Regions from separate parts of the Mus musculus genome. Here region 2 is linked to region 1. Evidence: chromatin contacts called from public Hi-C data. All regions are on one chromosome and are shown on one strand. Each heading gives the region's core, a stretch centred on a gene start, on an enhancer-like site or on the middle of the called end of the contact. The rest is flanking DNA. Distances are from core to core; before and after follow the strand shown. Region 1 has its middle 7.4 kb from the start of Gm40164. Region 2 overlaps Ddah1 (dimethylarginine dimethylaminohydrolase 1).

What was found. A called contact is a pair of places that touch in the nucleus more often than the background predicts.
Region 2: a contact with region 1 is called in a Hi-C map of liver, with 2.1 times the contacts expected there. The contact joins two enhancer-like sites. A contact is called at or near these places in 2 of 39 promoter capture datasets (both in liver), 4 of 484 Hi-C or Micro-C datasets (all in liver), 6 of 115 datasets of contacts at active chromatin or transcription factors (embryonic stem cells and extraembryonic endoderm stem cells) and 2 of 9 other capture datasets (adipose tissue and pancreatic islet).

Annotation. Positions count from the first base shown.
Region 1 is chr3:145,621,727-145,629,344 of GRCm38.p6, forward strand. No RefSeq gene overlaps it. Among named protein-coding and RNA genes, the nearest start is that of Gm40164, 7.4 kb to the right of the region's middle. Within about 2 kb of position 3,270, at least 22 of the 459 cell types and tissues checked have an H3K27ac peak or open chromatin away from gene starts, as enhancers often do. A contact at or near this core is called in liver, where this site is marked.
Region 2 is chr3:145,773,143-145,780,760 of GRCm38.p6, forward strand. All of the region lies in intron 1 of Ddah1 (dimethylarginine dimethylaminohydrolase 1), which reads left to right. Among named protein-coding and RNA genes, the nearest start is that of Ddah1, 18 kb to the left of the region's middle. Within about 2 kb of position 2,964, at least 23 of the 459 cell types and tissues checked have an H3K27ac peak or open chromatin away from gene starts, as enhancers often do. A contact at or near this core is called in liver, where this site is marked.

The sequences.
Region 1 (7,618 bases), core at 2,020-4,519:
CTTACTCAGCACTCAGACTGGGCTCCCTCTCTGAGATGCCCACCACGCTTTGTCAGTCTTCCTCATCAGACTGCAGACTCCCTGAGAGCAGGTCTCCTTTTTCCGCTGCTGAGTTATTCTAGCATATCACATATGCTCCACACGTGGAAAGTGCTCAACATTGATTTAGTAAATGATAAGTGACTGACTTGGGCATAAAAACGGAGAAGTCAGGAGAAGCAAGGCCAGTGTGAGAGATTTAGCTATAAACCCTAAGAGAGGAAGCAGGAGGAAGAAGTAACAGTGAGCCTTATGCCTGTAAATGGGGCATTCAGTAGACACACGTTTGATCGTGAAGGATTTTAGGAACCAAAGGAGAGTCTAGCAAGATGGCTCACTGGGTAAAGACACTCATCCACAAGGCTAGTGAACTGCATTTGGCCCCAGAAAGAGAAAACTGACCCCCCATAATTTGTCTTTTAACTTCCATGTATGTACTTCAGCTGTGTCCCCACCCCCACCCCATCAATAAGTCAGACTGTAATAAAAATTTTAGAAAAATCAGAGATCTTCCCCGGTGACTTTGTTATGACTTTCCATTTATTTAGCCCAATTTTATTTTCAAACATAGCGCAAAATGAACTTTAGCCTTGGTTTTACCAACAGTCCGCAAACCCCTGAGAGCTGAGGCGGCCCTCAGCAGGGCTATTTATCCATGAGATTTCACACCAGGGAGGGTGGCTAGCCCTCAGTTCTAGTGACTCTTAGCAGCAACATACATTTCTGGACTTGCCCCTGGGGCAAACTTACCCTTTTCTTCTTCTACAACTTCTTTTCCTTTTCCCTTGCCCAGGGTCTGCTTCAGTGTATCTGTCATGGACCACAAGCCCCAGCCAATGAAATGCAGGTATCTTTTTTTGTCAGGAGCCTCTCACTGTGGGGCTATAATTAGCCCTGAGAACCATGTCACTGGATGGGCAACCCAACGCATACAAAAACAAGATGTGCCCACCCTGTCTTTAAAGAGAGAGTATAGCACTTAAAACCTGAATCCTCAGCTGCGGATGTGGCTCAGTGGGAGAATGCTTGGCCTAGAATCACAAGATGCTGGATTTATGCCCTAGTACTGCAAAGTTCATTTCAAAAGTAAAAACGTAGATCCTTGGTTCAGGTAGTGTCTTTGAGACCAACCGGAAGGAGTGATGGCTGTAGGTCCCAGGGCAGGCAGCTGGCAGCTGTAGCTCATCTCATCTCAGATGTGTCTCCTTACCCAACTGTGTAAATGACCTAACCGTGCACAGCAGTGGCGCTTGTGCAGGGAAAATAATACAGTAATACAAATATTCAAACCAAATTGGAAAAGCAAAGAAAGAAGGAGCCAGAAGACATTAGATCATTGCCGCTGCGACCTGGCCCAGACAGCATCTGGGCGTGCATCCTCTGTCCAGCCTTTGTCCACACAACATCCGTCATGCTTCACTGCGTGTCTAGAATAATAGCGCCTGTCTACACAGAACCCTTTGTGTGGCTGCGCTTTGAGGAACAAGGTCTCTTACAGTGTCCCTTGAGGAGGAGCAGGGACTCCCTGGTAGGAATGTTTTAATAGGCTTCCGGGACGAAAGGGAGTCCTTCTCCCTCTGAAGGGATGGGCGGAGTAGTGGTGTACCCATTGGCCAGTGTATATGTTTTCATCGTGTGACCAGGGCGAGCTGTGCTCATGTTCCTTCTTCACTGGGTCATTTCCACTTTAGTTCTGAAAGCAAGAACAATTGATTAAACAAAGAGCCTTCCTGACTGAACCTTGGATCCCCCCTCTGGGTTTGGACAAGGAAGTAGGGAAGTGTTTTCCTTCCTCCCCATCTGCGTCCCACCATTGGTTAAAGTCAGCCTGAGTCTGCAGAATCCCTGCTGGCTCATCCTTAGCAATGTTTTCCCCCCACTGGCCAACTCCAAGCATCCTCTGGGAAGTCAGTCCTGCAAAGGACCCGAGTGGACCCTCAGCCCTGCCACTGCCAACTCTTGGACAGGACAGGTACCCAGCTAAAGCATCGGTGTTGGCTCCTGAATGTCTTAAGCGATAACACCAACCCTGTCTGTCTCCTGGGTGTGAGAGCAGGCTGTGTCATAAAGTGGGTTTCCCACACCCGGCATGGAGCCAAGCATTCCAGAGAGAGCAAGTCTTCTTGCAATCAACTGACAGCTGTCCTTCAGCACCTTTGTGACCATGGGTAACACCAGCCCAAGTTCAGTGGTTAAGCAGCCAAGGACCATATTAGGTGATCCATGGGTGGAATGGCGAACCTCCTCCCCTTCAGCTAGTGAGTGCTCCCCTTTCTGAGAACAGCTCTTCATTCCCCAGTGGCTTGAGAATTTCTTTATTTCGGTGTGTCTTCATTTACTAGAATATGTGAAACCATAAAATAATAACAGTAACAGAGAAGATACAAATAAAGGCTCTGGGAGATGGCTCACAGTTAAAAGCAGTGGCTGCTCTTCCAGAGGATGTGGGTTCGATTCCCAGCACCCACATGGTAGCTCACAGCTATCTGTAACTCCATTTCCAGGGGGTCTGACACCTTCTTCTAGCTTCTGTCTGTACCAGGTACTCATGCAGGCAAAATGCTCATACACATAAATTAAAAATAGATAAATCTTTAAAAATAATAGTAGTAGAAGTAACAGTGGTAATATAAAACCTGGGACTTGAGGGAGAGTGGGGTTGGGGGAGGGGGAGAGGGAGAGGGAGGACCTGATAGAGAACCAGAGACATTCAAAGCCAGCCCATCTCCTGCAGCTGTACCCAGGAGCTAGACAAGAAGGTATCATAATGCAGGCTCAGGTCAGTGAATCTGTGGGCAGATGAGTTCCAGAGCACCCAGGAAATAAGGAGCCACATAGAACGGCTTAAAGCAAAATCAGGAACAGTCCTGGACTCAAATCTCTCCTCTTGTCTTTTCAAATTTGTTGGTCTGGACAAGTCGCTAACCATTCCAAGGCTGGAGGTTTTCATCTGTGAAGTGTGGTTGATACTGATACCACTTTGATGAAGTAATATAGGATGAAATATGTTGTAGAGGATGCTGTAGTAATAGTTGAGATGAGACATTTCTGAGGGGCTTGAACACACACACACACACACACACACACACACACACACACGAGGACTTGTGGTCCCTGGCAGGAGTGCCTGGGACCTGACCAGCTTGAGGGTTCCCCAAGGCCAAGGACATGTCCCCAGAGTCTCTGCATGTGACAAGCACCAATGGATGGGAACTGGCAGTCAGAGCCAGTGCTGGCATTCTGGGCAGTGACCTTTGTCTCATTGGAGGGCTAGATCAGTCTGGTCACTGGGCTCCCTGCTTAATCACAAGCATTGCAGCCAAATTTCTGATGATCTAAAACTATTGATCAGCAAGGCCGGAGAAGCTCAGGGTATGTGAGGGGCACCGAAGCACGTGCCTGTCTGCACTGTTGCCATGGGATTCTGTTCGGATGTAGACAGAGGGGGTTTCTTTTTTATTTAAAACAAACAACAACGCAATGAAAATTCCCACAGATCTTTGCAATTCTCTACTGCAGAGACTGCACCGTGTTTGTGTGTTTGTGTGTGTGTGTGTGTTGCAGTGTTGCTATGACAATGCATATGGTTTTATTTGATGGAAATATGCATAGAAAGAACAGGAAGTGGTATGTATGCATGACAAAACAAACGTGACCAGTCAGAAACCAGGCTTCTGAATCTTGATCATGTGAATCTTTTGATAGCAACGTAAGGTGGAGGTCATGGTACAAAGATGCTACTCAGCCCTGAGGAGGCTGAGGGAGCTAAGGGTTGAGTAGTACAGAGCTCTGTCACTTACTCGCTGTGTCACCTCTGGCAAGTGGCTCAGCTGTGAGTGGCTTTTGCTTCCCTCCTCTCTGAAACAAGCAAGGAGCCCTTCCATGTGTCTCTGTGTGCTGTTGGGATGGAAGTGAGCCAACAGTCAGCACTCAGTCAGTGTCATTCTGGAGTGATGGTTAGAGTCTGACGTTCTCAACGAGGACGAGGGTGGCTTTGTTCTGAAATGCGCTCTGGTCTTGACCAGACTGTGCCTGGAACACTCTGCGGAAAGTCAAGGACGTTAGGCAGGGCCACACTGTGGACTGCTGGGATCAGACCAGATGATCGTCGAAGAGCCCAAGCTACTGACCACCAAGGAACAAGATGTGGGTGCAGTGGCAAATTGTTGTACTGTGACTTTCTGTATCTGGCTGAGACCCATCCACTTTACCACTCTGCCACGAACAGTGTATCCTCCCAGGCCCAGTAAATGGGAGGACAGAGACTCATCTCCAAGGGGCTCATGTCCGTCAATCCTGAAGGAGCACTTTTGGGTGACAATGTAATTAGTATAATTACAACACTATTAAATCTTGATCTTCCTGCTTTTGTTCTTCCCTTCCTCTATATCCCCTCCCCCTTTCTTCCTGTCTTTTTTTTTTGTTTGTTTGTTTCAACACCAGGCTTCACATAACCCCAGCTGGCTGCAAACTCACTGTGTAGCCCCATGTGATGTCCCTGAACTCTTTGATCCTTTAAGCTCCACCTCCAAATACTGGGATTGCAGGTATGTACCATTCTGTGCAGTTAAATCCACATTTTCTAGTTCACTCACCTGGACTGAAGTCTGGCGGGGAGTACACTGCATATACTTTGTGTAGTTCACATTGCTTAAAGGATTCTCAGATCTGCTGGGATGCTGTCTGCCCATCACATGTACACAAGAGATTATTTTTTAAAAATCCTTTGGGACTTTCTGTTGATTGAGTGAGTGGCTTTATCCAGGACAATATTCTTCTGATCTGGACCAGATGTCTTCTGAGATCGTTCTCAGTGTAAATATCAGTGACACTCTGACATTCATTAATTCATCTTGAATAAAAGACAAGAAGTTGCTTTCTGTATTTTTTTTTTTTACTATTATATGTAAAGTACACTGTAGCTGTCTTCAGACACTCCAGAAAAGGGTGTCAGATCTCGTTATGGATGGTTGTGAGCCACCATGTGGTTGCTGGGATTTGAACTCCGGACCTTCGGAAGAGCATTCGGGTACTCTTGCCAACTAAGCCATCTCACCAGCCCACTTTCTGTATTTCTTAATGGTTGAGGCTTTAACTTACATAAGAAACCACAAGGAAGGCCTATATTCCTATATGTAAACAGGACTTCAAGCACCACGGCCCTTCCCAGAACAGGTGGGTTGTATTTTCTGTTTGGCCTGTCACGTGGTATTTATCTTCTGTTCAGTCACTCCGAGCTAGCATCCCTTCTCTGTCTTCTTCAAACTCCACACACCTAGCTTCTGTAACCCCGTGAGAGTCCCTCTGTAGATGCGTCTTATTTCTGTTCTCTTTTGTTTTGTTTTCTTGGTTTTTCTTTTTTTATTATTTTTATTTATTTATTTATTTGGTTTTTCGAGACAGGGTTTCTCTGTGTAGCCTTGGCTGTCCTGGAACTCACTCTGTAGACCAGGCTGGCCTTGAACTCAGAAATCCATGTGTCTCTGCCTCCCAAGTGCTGGGATTAAAAGGCAAGTGCCACCACTGCCCAGCTCTGTTCTCTTTAGTAGGAGCAGATGAGGCATCATGTACCATTATGCCCAGCTTGTCCTGTGAGTTCACTGTTCTTTCCCTGCCTACATTCTTTCTTTGGTCTCACTTCTTCTGTATCTTACACAAAAGTCTCATTTGTCTCAGCTTTGCAGCTAGAATAGCTAAACGTAATCAGATCTGGAGACATGTTTGCCAGCCACCACAATGGTTTGTTACAAGTTGGGAAGTAAAGAGTATATATATATATATATATATATATATATATATATATATACACACACATACAGGTTGGGAAGTAAAGAGCATACATATATATACATATGTATATGTGTGTGTATGTATATATATATATATATATATATATATATATATATATATATATATTACTTTAGGTATGTCAGGCACCAAAAGCCTGCACTGCCTGCAGAGACCAGAAGCAACATTGTATCCTCTGGAACTAGAGTTAGATGTGAACTGAGCTGTCATGTTAGTGCTGGCAACTGAACCCAGGTCCTCTTCAAAGGCACCAAGCACTCTTGTCCACTAGGCTGCCTCTCCAGAAGCGCCGGATGTCTTTAGGGGCACATGTAAGAAATTGAAATGTAAGGGCCAGAGTTAGAGTTGTATTATCCAAGCAAGAGGGAGTTTGTGGGCCATGGGTACACACCCTCTGCTTCTCCTATGCAGCCAGGCTTCCTGGAAGGAGGAAACACAAGGTTGCAATCCCGCCTGCTGCCTGCTGAGGCAGCACAGCCTGTGTGATTGGTCCCCCATGTGAGCCTCCTTCTGAATGGAGGCTCATGATGGAAAAAGATGTTCTCTTTGTGTTGGAGTGGGGGTGGCAGTGATACTGGAGACCAATTTAAAAGTCTGGGATTTCAAATTCATAAAAAGAGCAAACTCAAAATGTATCCAACCTGGCTCCACAGGTACCCGTTGCCTCCCTGTGTGTTTAACACCCTTCCCAATTTTCTATTTTTCCTTCGTCTTAGAACTCACAGAAGGAGCTCATGGACTGTAGTCTCATCTCTCAACTCCTCCTAACACTGGTGAATGCTGCTGTGTGTCTTCACTTGGAAGTCATTTTGACTATTTCAAAAGTGGCATTTGTAAGGACAGAGGACGCTTTGTCATGTTTCCTCTCGGGTTTCAGGAGTTTGAGGCTGGAGCACTAGGCTGATTCAGTGAGGTAGGTCTTAAAGCGTTTGCCTTATTGAGCCAGGAATGCAGAGAGGGTGGTCGGAAAGGAAGGCTGCCATTCTGCCCTGCCTCTCTGGGATGTAACTTTCTGCACAAATCTCAACCCAGGACTCTTGGCCTCCAACACTGGAGACATCTAGAGGCCAGTTGTGGCTACTTGTACACTCTTTAAAGCATCGAGAAAGCCATTTAGAGAAGCTCAAAGGTTGAGGGTGTGAGACCAAGAGACTATGTGTAAGACATAGAAAACTTCAAGCCAGCAGAGAGGGGCCATTCACAGCAGCAGCGCCCTTTCTGATCCAACAGGCAATCACAAAAGGCATGGACCAGGAGCCCTGGGTTCTGCTGGCAGTCTGCCCAGCTGAATCAGTGAGTTACAGGCTAGAGAGAGACTCTATCTCAACAACAGAATAAATTAAGGAAATGGCTGAATAAACGGTAGATGACACTTGAGGAATGACAATAGAGATAGACCTTTGACCTCCATGGAAGCACTTACATACACACACATGCATGAGCACCCGTGTCCGCACATAAGTGCACACAAACATAGGCAGGAGTACCCATGCACACACACATTTACTTACACATACACACGGGCATGAGCGCTCATGTCCATACACACACACACACACACACACACACACACACACACACACAGAGAGAGAGAGAGAGAGAGAGAGAGAGAGAGAGGAATCAAGAGTTTGAGGCTGGAGTGGACTATATATAGAGACCCTATCTAATGCCCTTTCTTCAAAGTTAATAAATTAAGAAGCTATTAGAGGACTAAGGAGCCAAGAGCACTTGAGTACCAGGGTTCTGTTCCCAGTACCCACATCAGGATGCT
Region 2 (7,618 bases), core at 1,714-4,213, 150 kb after region 1:
AAACCACAGTCAAACCATAGCAATTCTAAGGCTCAGATGGAGAGCCAGTATTTCTTCTCCAAAGCCAGGGCATTTGGTAGCTCTGCAAGAGAGCAAGCATGCACTCCCAACCCATTGTTGGGAGATTAGGGCTCTTAAGACATTATTGATATCAATATTATAGCCATAAGCTTGGTGCCCGCCAAGACTCAGCTGACCAAAGTCAGTGGAGACACGGAGATATGCCCTTCTCCTGCTGAAGACATTGCTTCCAACCAGCAGCTACCCATTTCTGCCCCTCACCCGTATGGCTAGCTCACTCAGAGAAGCACAGAAGGCTGTCGTCTCTAGCCGTGCTTAACATTAACTGACTGCGATCTAGTCCACAGAATTAGACAGCTGTGGAGAGTCTTGACCTTAACTTGTAAGCACAGAAGAGGGTGGTGAAAACCAGTTTGAACAGGAGTACTGCAAATCTTCCCTGCTCCAGGACGGAGGCTGCCCTCTCGGGGTTAACTCCACCTTCACCCCCACACTGGCTCTTGCTCAGCCTTCCCATAGATATTCCAGGGGAAATTTTCCGAAAAGTGCATGAAAGTTGAGACACAGATAGTCACTGTTGTGAAATACCCGTTACCCTAACTCCATGGCGGAGTTGGTCTTAAAGACCCCAGGCCAACAGTGGAAGCAGTAGTGAGGCACAGTACGGGTAAACAGCCCCGAGACTTGTTTCTGGGCACCTGAGTCTTGCCTGAGGGGCTGCAGATACACGTAGGCTGAGATCTTGTTGTCCCTGAATGTGACAGGCACGAGGCAGGGTTACATGCCAGGATCTGAGTCCCAGCTTCCTTAAGCCCATGACTAAATGCTTTCTTGTCTGTTAAGGCTTGAGGAAGCCCTTGGCTCCTGAGTCTTCTCTCTTTAGTCTTGCTATAGGCTGTGTTCCCTACACTCAAAAGAAATTGGTGGGTCCCATGTACTGCCGCTCCTGTTTGTACAATTCTGATTGTATACTTATTAATATTACAGTCCCTGCTGGAGGACACTATAGTCCTGCCCCAAATGGTGACCCCATAGGTACTTGTCTCTGGCCAGCCCTCATTCACTCTCATCCCTGTACTGTTTGAACCCCTATAGGGTCTCCTACGTGTGTCTAATACCACCGTGCTCCCCGAAGATTAAGCCCCACAGTGTGAACTTTCCTCAGAACATGGTGGTCTCTTGTCCTTGGGTCCATCTCATGGATTTGTAGACCGCCCCCACTCCAGCACAACCCACCTTATCACAGTGAAATGGGACTGGTTCATCCACAAAAAGAAGCAGCAATACCGTGTCTCATGCACAGCACCAATGTGCGCCAGCCCACCAGTCCATCCTTCTTAGCAGCTGGCTTGGCCCTGTTCCAAACTCTGGGCGTAGTCAGTTCTCGATATTAGTAGAGGAAATAAGAGGTCTCTTGACCACTAGGTCAGTTGGCCAGCCTGGTCATGTCTGCTGTTTGGCCTGCCCTGAGGTGACCATTATTCGTTTCATATGTTCAAACTGTGAACTGGTTTGATTAACTGGGCTTCGATTTACTTCTATTCTCTGCTGGTTTCCTGTCTGGATTTCTAATACAAAACTCAAAGATTGACCCATAAAGTTGTGGAATCCCCGCGACTTATGGCCAAGGGTTTTCTGGTGCCATGTTCTGCCAACCCTCCTGGTGTATCCGCAGGTGAATACACTGGGCTGAACAGCAGCCTACCTTATTCTGGATGTTCCTGCCACTGTGTGTCCCGTGTGAGACCTACTGATGTCAGCCTCTACTGTGACTTTTCCTCCTTTGCCCAGAGTTGCAGCCAGGCCTAGGCCTTGAACTTGTGAACCACACTACTGACTGATAGACCCAGAGTGGGCTTTGCGTTAGATTTAACCTACCAGGAAGATTAGTGTCCGGTGACAACTGAGGCACAAACCCTGTTTTTCCTTCTCTCTCCCAGCTCTTGTGGTAGCTATCCCTGAAATGTTACCACCCTGACCAAGTTTAATCAAGGAACTTGGATCTCTCATTAGAGTGACTTCAGTGCAATTTAGCAAAGTAGCATTTGCTGATGCAAAAGCAGTTTTACCGTGTTTAATTAAGCAGATTAAAATATGAGCATCCCAGTTGTCAAAACTGTGGATTTCCTGTGTTCTAAGATTCTTTTTTTCTTTCTTCCCTTCTTTCTTTCTTTCTTTCTTTTTTTTCAAAAAGAAAAATTGTTCACATTGTTGCAATTCCATATAGCAAAGAATGGAACAAAGGGAGTGACGCAGGCCCTCCAGCAGAAAGGTCAGCTGGGTCACTGCTGTCCTAGGCCATGGTGGGAGTGTGGGGCAGCTCTGGGCTGGACATTCCTTCCAACGTCAGTGGCTCACGTGGGAGTTCTCTTCTGATGGTTTGAACAGAATGCAGTCGGTAGAGATGGTCCTGTAAACACAGGTGGGCTGTGTGGGAAGGATGAGAACACGTCACAGACATCTAACATAAAATCTGGCCTCAGAACCTCTTACTCTTAGCAGGAATCCCTGCTGCTGTGTCTCAGAGCATGGCTGATAGAGAGACGTGAAGAGTGTGTGTGGGGATGATAAAGATAAAAACATAGGTGCAGGCTGATGCGCCAGGATACCAACCTGGAATAATGGGCTGGGATGCTCTAACGAGAGCGGATAATGAGGTTGCAGCTCCCAACCGTAACTGGTGGACTGCTGAACACAAACACGCTATGAGATCTCCACAGCCTCCTCAGGATGATGGAGGGAGAGATGGAGACAGGAGCACAGCCGCCTCCTCTGGCTCCTGGTTGTGAAAAGAGAAAGTGGATTTGCCAAGAAGAAACCATTCCAGCGTTTGCATTGAGGGTGGGCCTGTGCATGAGGAAACTCAGAGAGCAAAGGCCACTGTAACACTGTGCATAATTCACACTGACTAAACCTGTAATTCTTGGTAACTGGATTCCTGGTAACTCAATTTGAATCTTTGGCAAGTCTTAGGGTGGAAGGGATCGGCCTCCAGGCTCAGGCTAGCAGTCATGTTATCGGGTTAGTGATTTTATATTCTAGTCAGATTTTTTTTCCCTCTTAGGATGGAAACAGAGAACTACCCTTGCCCACTGGGGAAAGAGAACAACAGTTACAGTTGTACTCAAGTTGAAACCACAAAATCCTTAGGACCGTGGATGGTATCTGACCTCCCTCTCCTCTCTCCGGGATCTCTATGGTCTGTCTGCCCATTTATCTATAACTTAAGCTGATAATAACTTGTGGCCAACCGGAGTCTCACGGGTCTAGATTACTTTGTTGAGCCAAGCAACCAAATCAAGCCATCGGTAGCTGGGCAGCTGTAAGTACGCCAGGTTTAGGACAGTTCCCCAACCTGAATTCTATCAAATTAGTTGCAGGGTTCAAAGGTCAGATTGGTTTCCTTAGAGTGGTCAGTCTGCACACACCCATGGTTTTGTGTATAAATACTCAGACAGTGCCTCATGTATTTCTGGCCTCCTCCTGCTGTGCTCATCCAAACACCCAAGAGTTGTGTAAGACAAAGAGCCCTGGGTGAGGAGACCGCAGTCTCACCAACTTTCTTGAAACTCAATGATGTCCTTCTTCTCCCTCTTGTTAAAAGGTGGCCTGGCCCTCGGTGAAATGTCATTATCTAAGAGCTACTGCTGTAGGGAGAGTGAATACTAAGGAGGAAAGGGACAAAGGGAAGGCAGAAGGAGAAAGGGGAGGGACCAGCCAAAAGAAGCCCTGACAGTATCTGCTCAGAATCGTGGTAAGGTGTGAGCTAGCTCTGCAGGTTGGTGGGAAGGACTGAAGGAGTTGGCGGTGGAAGGAGGAGCTGGGTGAACACAAGGAAGGAGGGAGCGGGAAGGAAAGGATCCGAGGTGCTGAGCTATGGGCGGTGTGTGTCACCATCCTACCTTGGTCATGATGTTGCCAGAACGTCATACCAAAGATGGGCTTAGCTCCCTGGGCTGGGCTGATGCTCTACTCTCCCTTTTCCTGAAAGCACGCACTTAGTCATGATAACGAGCAATCACGGAGGCAGGGCAGCTCAGCGAGTGTCTCAACATCTAACCGGGAAGCGAGGGTAGGGGGGGTTCCAGATGTCTTTACTGGCTTGTGTTACTTTGAGGTTGCGTTCTAAAAATGGTAGGAGTGGCAGATGGCATTTAGCTCTGGGGTAGATTCATCTGGCTCTGAAAAGTAACGTCATCTTCTTCTCATCACACGCGCTGTGGGGAGCACAGGCGGACCTCTTTATTCTTCTGTGTATCTTAACCATCTCTTCTAATTTGATGCAGATGATCTCTGGCATGCAGATCCGTAGATGTCAAGGCTCCAAAATACCCAGTCCAGGGCTAACACTGCACAAATCACCCATCTACCTCTCCTTCCTCACCTCCTTTTTCTGTATCTTCATCTTCATCTTCATCTTCTCCTTCTCCTTCTCCTTCTCCTTCTCCTTCTCCTTCTCCTTCTCCTTCTCCTTCTCCTTCTCCTTCTCCTTCTCCTTCTCCTCCCCTCCCCTCTCCTTCTCCTTCTCCTTCTCCTTCTCCTCCCCTCCCCTCCCCTCCCCTCCCCTCCCCTCCTCTCCCCTCCCCTCCCCTCCCCTCCCCTCCTCTCCTCTCCTCTCTTCTCCTCTCCTCTTCTCTGCCTCCTGCTTTCCCTACCAGCCCCTTTCCTTCCCCCTTCCTTCCATTGAGGCAAGCATTCTTCCACGGGGTCATATCCCCCCCTCCCCCCACACACACTCTTCTTTCTTGACTTCAAAATAATATTTTTAGTGTCAAGCAGAGTGAGTGACACCAGTACTTGTAGCCCTTGTGAGATGGGGTGGGGGGCATGAAGACCAGGGATTCAAGAGCATTATCCCCCAATGCCCAGCCAATCTGAGAGCAGCCTGAGCTAGGTGAGCAGCCTATCAACAATAATGATGATGATATAATAATAACAGCAACAACAACAACAACAGTGATGATTGTGTTTGCTTAACTCCTGGATCCATCCTACTAAACACAGCTCAGATGTTTATCACGTTCATAGACCTCCCAGAGTCACTGAGACCGATTTGCTCTGTCTCAAACACTACTTCATTGTAGTGAGTGATCCCCTGAAGCTCCTTCTTCATCTTCTGTCAAGGTTCTTCCCACAGCGCCTGTGACCTTTGGCACACAGTCAGTACTCAGTGAATCAGTAGACTCTTCAGTACAGTCTAGGGGTCCCTTTCTTCCGTAGGCCCACCCTGGTGGCTGCTGCACAGGTGACAACTTTGGAATCATAGGAGGAATAGAAGATTTGAGTTGAGGACCCCTGAGCCTCTCTTTGTTCTTGGCTACGTGACTTCAGCCACAGCTCTGCTGAGCCAAAGTTTTCTCATATGTGGGGAGGACAACGGTTCTTGGGAAAAAGCAAGGGCGGGGGGAGCTGCCACATTGGATTGCAGTTCATAAGCAAAATATCACCACGGGCAGCCATGTGGAACTTCAGAAAGTAATTCCGCCTAGGTGTTATTGGGGACAAACCTCTCTTCCTGTGAACCCTGCTCTATGGCAAATGTCACAGAGTTGAGAGCTATTGGATGGGGAAGGAGATATTGGTCGAGTGCCATCATCATTAAGGTAGTACAGAGTTCCCTCAGCCAGCTGGAAACAGAGCAGCTACAGTGTGCTTGCTCTCTCTCTCTCTCTCTCTCTCTCTCTCTCTCTCTCTCTCTCCCTCCCTCTGTGAGTGTGTGTGTGTGAGAGAGAGAGAGACAGAAACAGAGAGAGAGAGAGACAGAGAGAGGGAGACAGAGAGTGAGTGTGCAGGGACCCTCAGCCTGATGCAGGGTCCACAGCCCCTCTACCTATGAACCCTACAGAATGCGGCTCCTTTTGTAATCCTCTCATTCTGCCTGTGTACAAGGATAAACCTGAGCTCAGAGCGGAGCTGTAGAACTCCAGGTTGGGTGTTGCTGTTCTCCTGAGTGCGTGTCTTCCTTCTTTTCTCTGTGTCAGCAAGGCAGCCATCAATGAGGGGGTGCTGTACAAATGGCAGTGTTCGTTTGAAGAGTGAGTTGTGTCTTTATTCAGAAGCTGGGGGGGGGGGGAAGAAATGGAAGTCTTTCAAGCTATGGAGCTTTCTCAACTAGTGAAGGAGATTTGTCTGTTTCTCTGTCTCTCTGTCTGTCACTCCATCTCTCGGTCTGTCCCTGTCTGACTCTCTGACTCTCTCTCTCTCTCTCTCTCTCTTGTCCCTTCCCTCCCCCTCTCTCATTTTTCCAGTCCTGTCTTTCCTTGGCTTCAACATGCTCAGCAGAGCCTTGCCAGCTTTAGTTGGAAGAAATATATTTCCGAGCTTAGTTGGACATCAGTTTTTTTTGGGCTCTGCCCAGACTCTTGACAGAGAAGGTAGTGTTAAGGAGGTTGATGGTGTCTAGACACTAAAATCAGAAACTGTGTAATTTATGTTGTATTACAGACATCCACTTCCCGGATTGGAAAAAGGAAACTGGCTTTTATCTAAGGAAGTCACATTAAAACCCCAAACCCCTGGGTGTTTCTGACCTATGAAAAATTGAAGTTTGAAGCTTTACATAACATTCTCCAGCCCCTTCAAGAGCAGCAGTGTATAGAGCAGGAGATGAGACGTTAATGTCTAAGAGAAGGCTCACAGGCTCGCACACACTCCTTCTTAGCCACACCCCTCTGGTTAGAGCCCTGCAAGACCACAAGGCAACTTAGAACACATCAAGTTCAGAGGGATATGGAGAAGCAGAGAGGAGAGGTCTAAGAGCCAAGGAGGACTGAGGTTTTTAAGAAGAGAAAAAAGATAGAAAGTCAGACTTAAGGATAAAGAAAAAAAAAGCTCAAAATTAAAAAATGTGCTTTTGATTCAAAACAATCATAATAAGAAAAATTGTATAGAGTCCAATTAACCCCACAGTTTTCTGCATTTTTGTTTTAGGTTACTTGACGCTCACAAATTCTAGATAGCTGATGCTCTTTACCTTGGAGAACAATGAACGATAAAATCTGAACGAGCAAGGCAGACATTACGTGTTGCTAAATGCTAAAAGCCCACGGCGACTCTTGTTTTGTTTGGACCTGGACAGTCATCCAGGCCCTGCCTCAGACCCTGAGATGGGTTCAGAGAAGCAAGCCTCTTTGTGTGGAGCCACAAGGCTCCTGCCTGCCAAAGACTGGCCTCCCTGTTGTTTCAAGTCGTGGAGTTCAAATGCTATCATTGTGATAGTGTTAGGAACTGAGTCAGTGCTGCTGAACTGCTTTAAAAATGACCTCTTAGGACTGGGGAGATGGCTCAGCGGTTAAGAGCGCCGACTGCTCTTCCAACGGTCCTGAGTTCAAATCCCAGCAACCACATGGCGGCTCACAACCATCCGTAACAAAATCTGATGCTCTCTTCTGGAGTGTCTGAAGACAGCTACAGTGTAGTTACATATAATAAATAAATATATTTTTTTAAATTACCTCTTAGGACTGGGGAGATGGCTCAGTGGCTAAGAGCACATCTTTAAAATGTGCTCTTAAAAATCTTAAAAATGACTGTAGCTTCGGCTCCAGAGGATTCAACGTCCTTTTCTGGCTTCTGTCACACACACACACACACACAC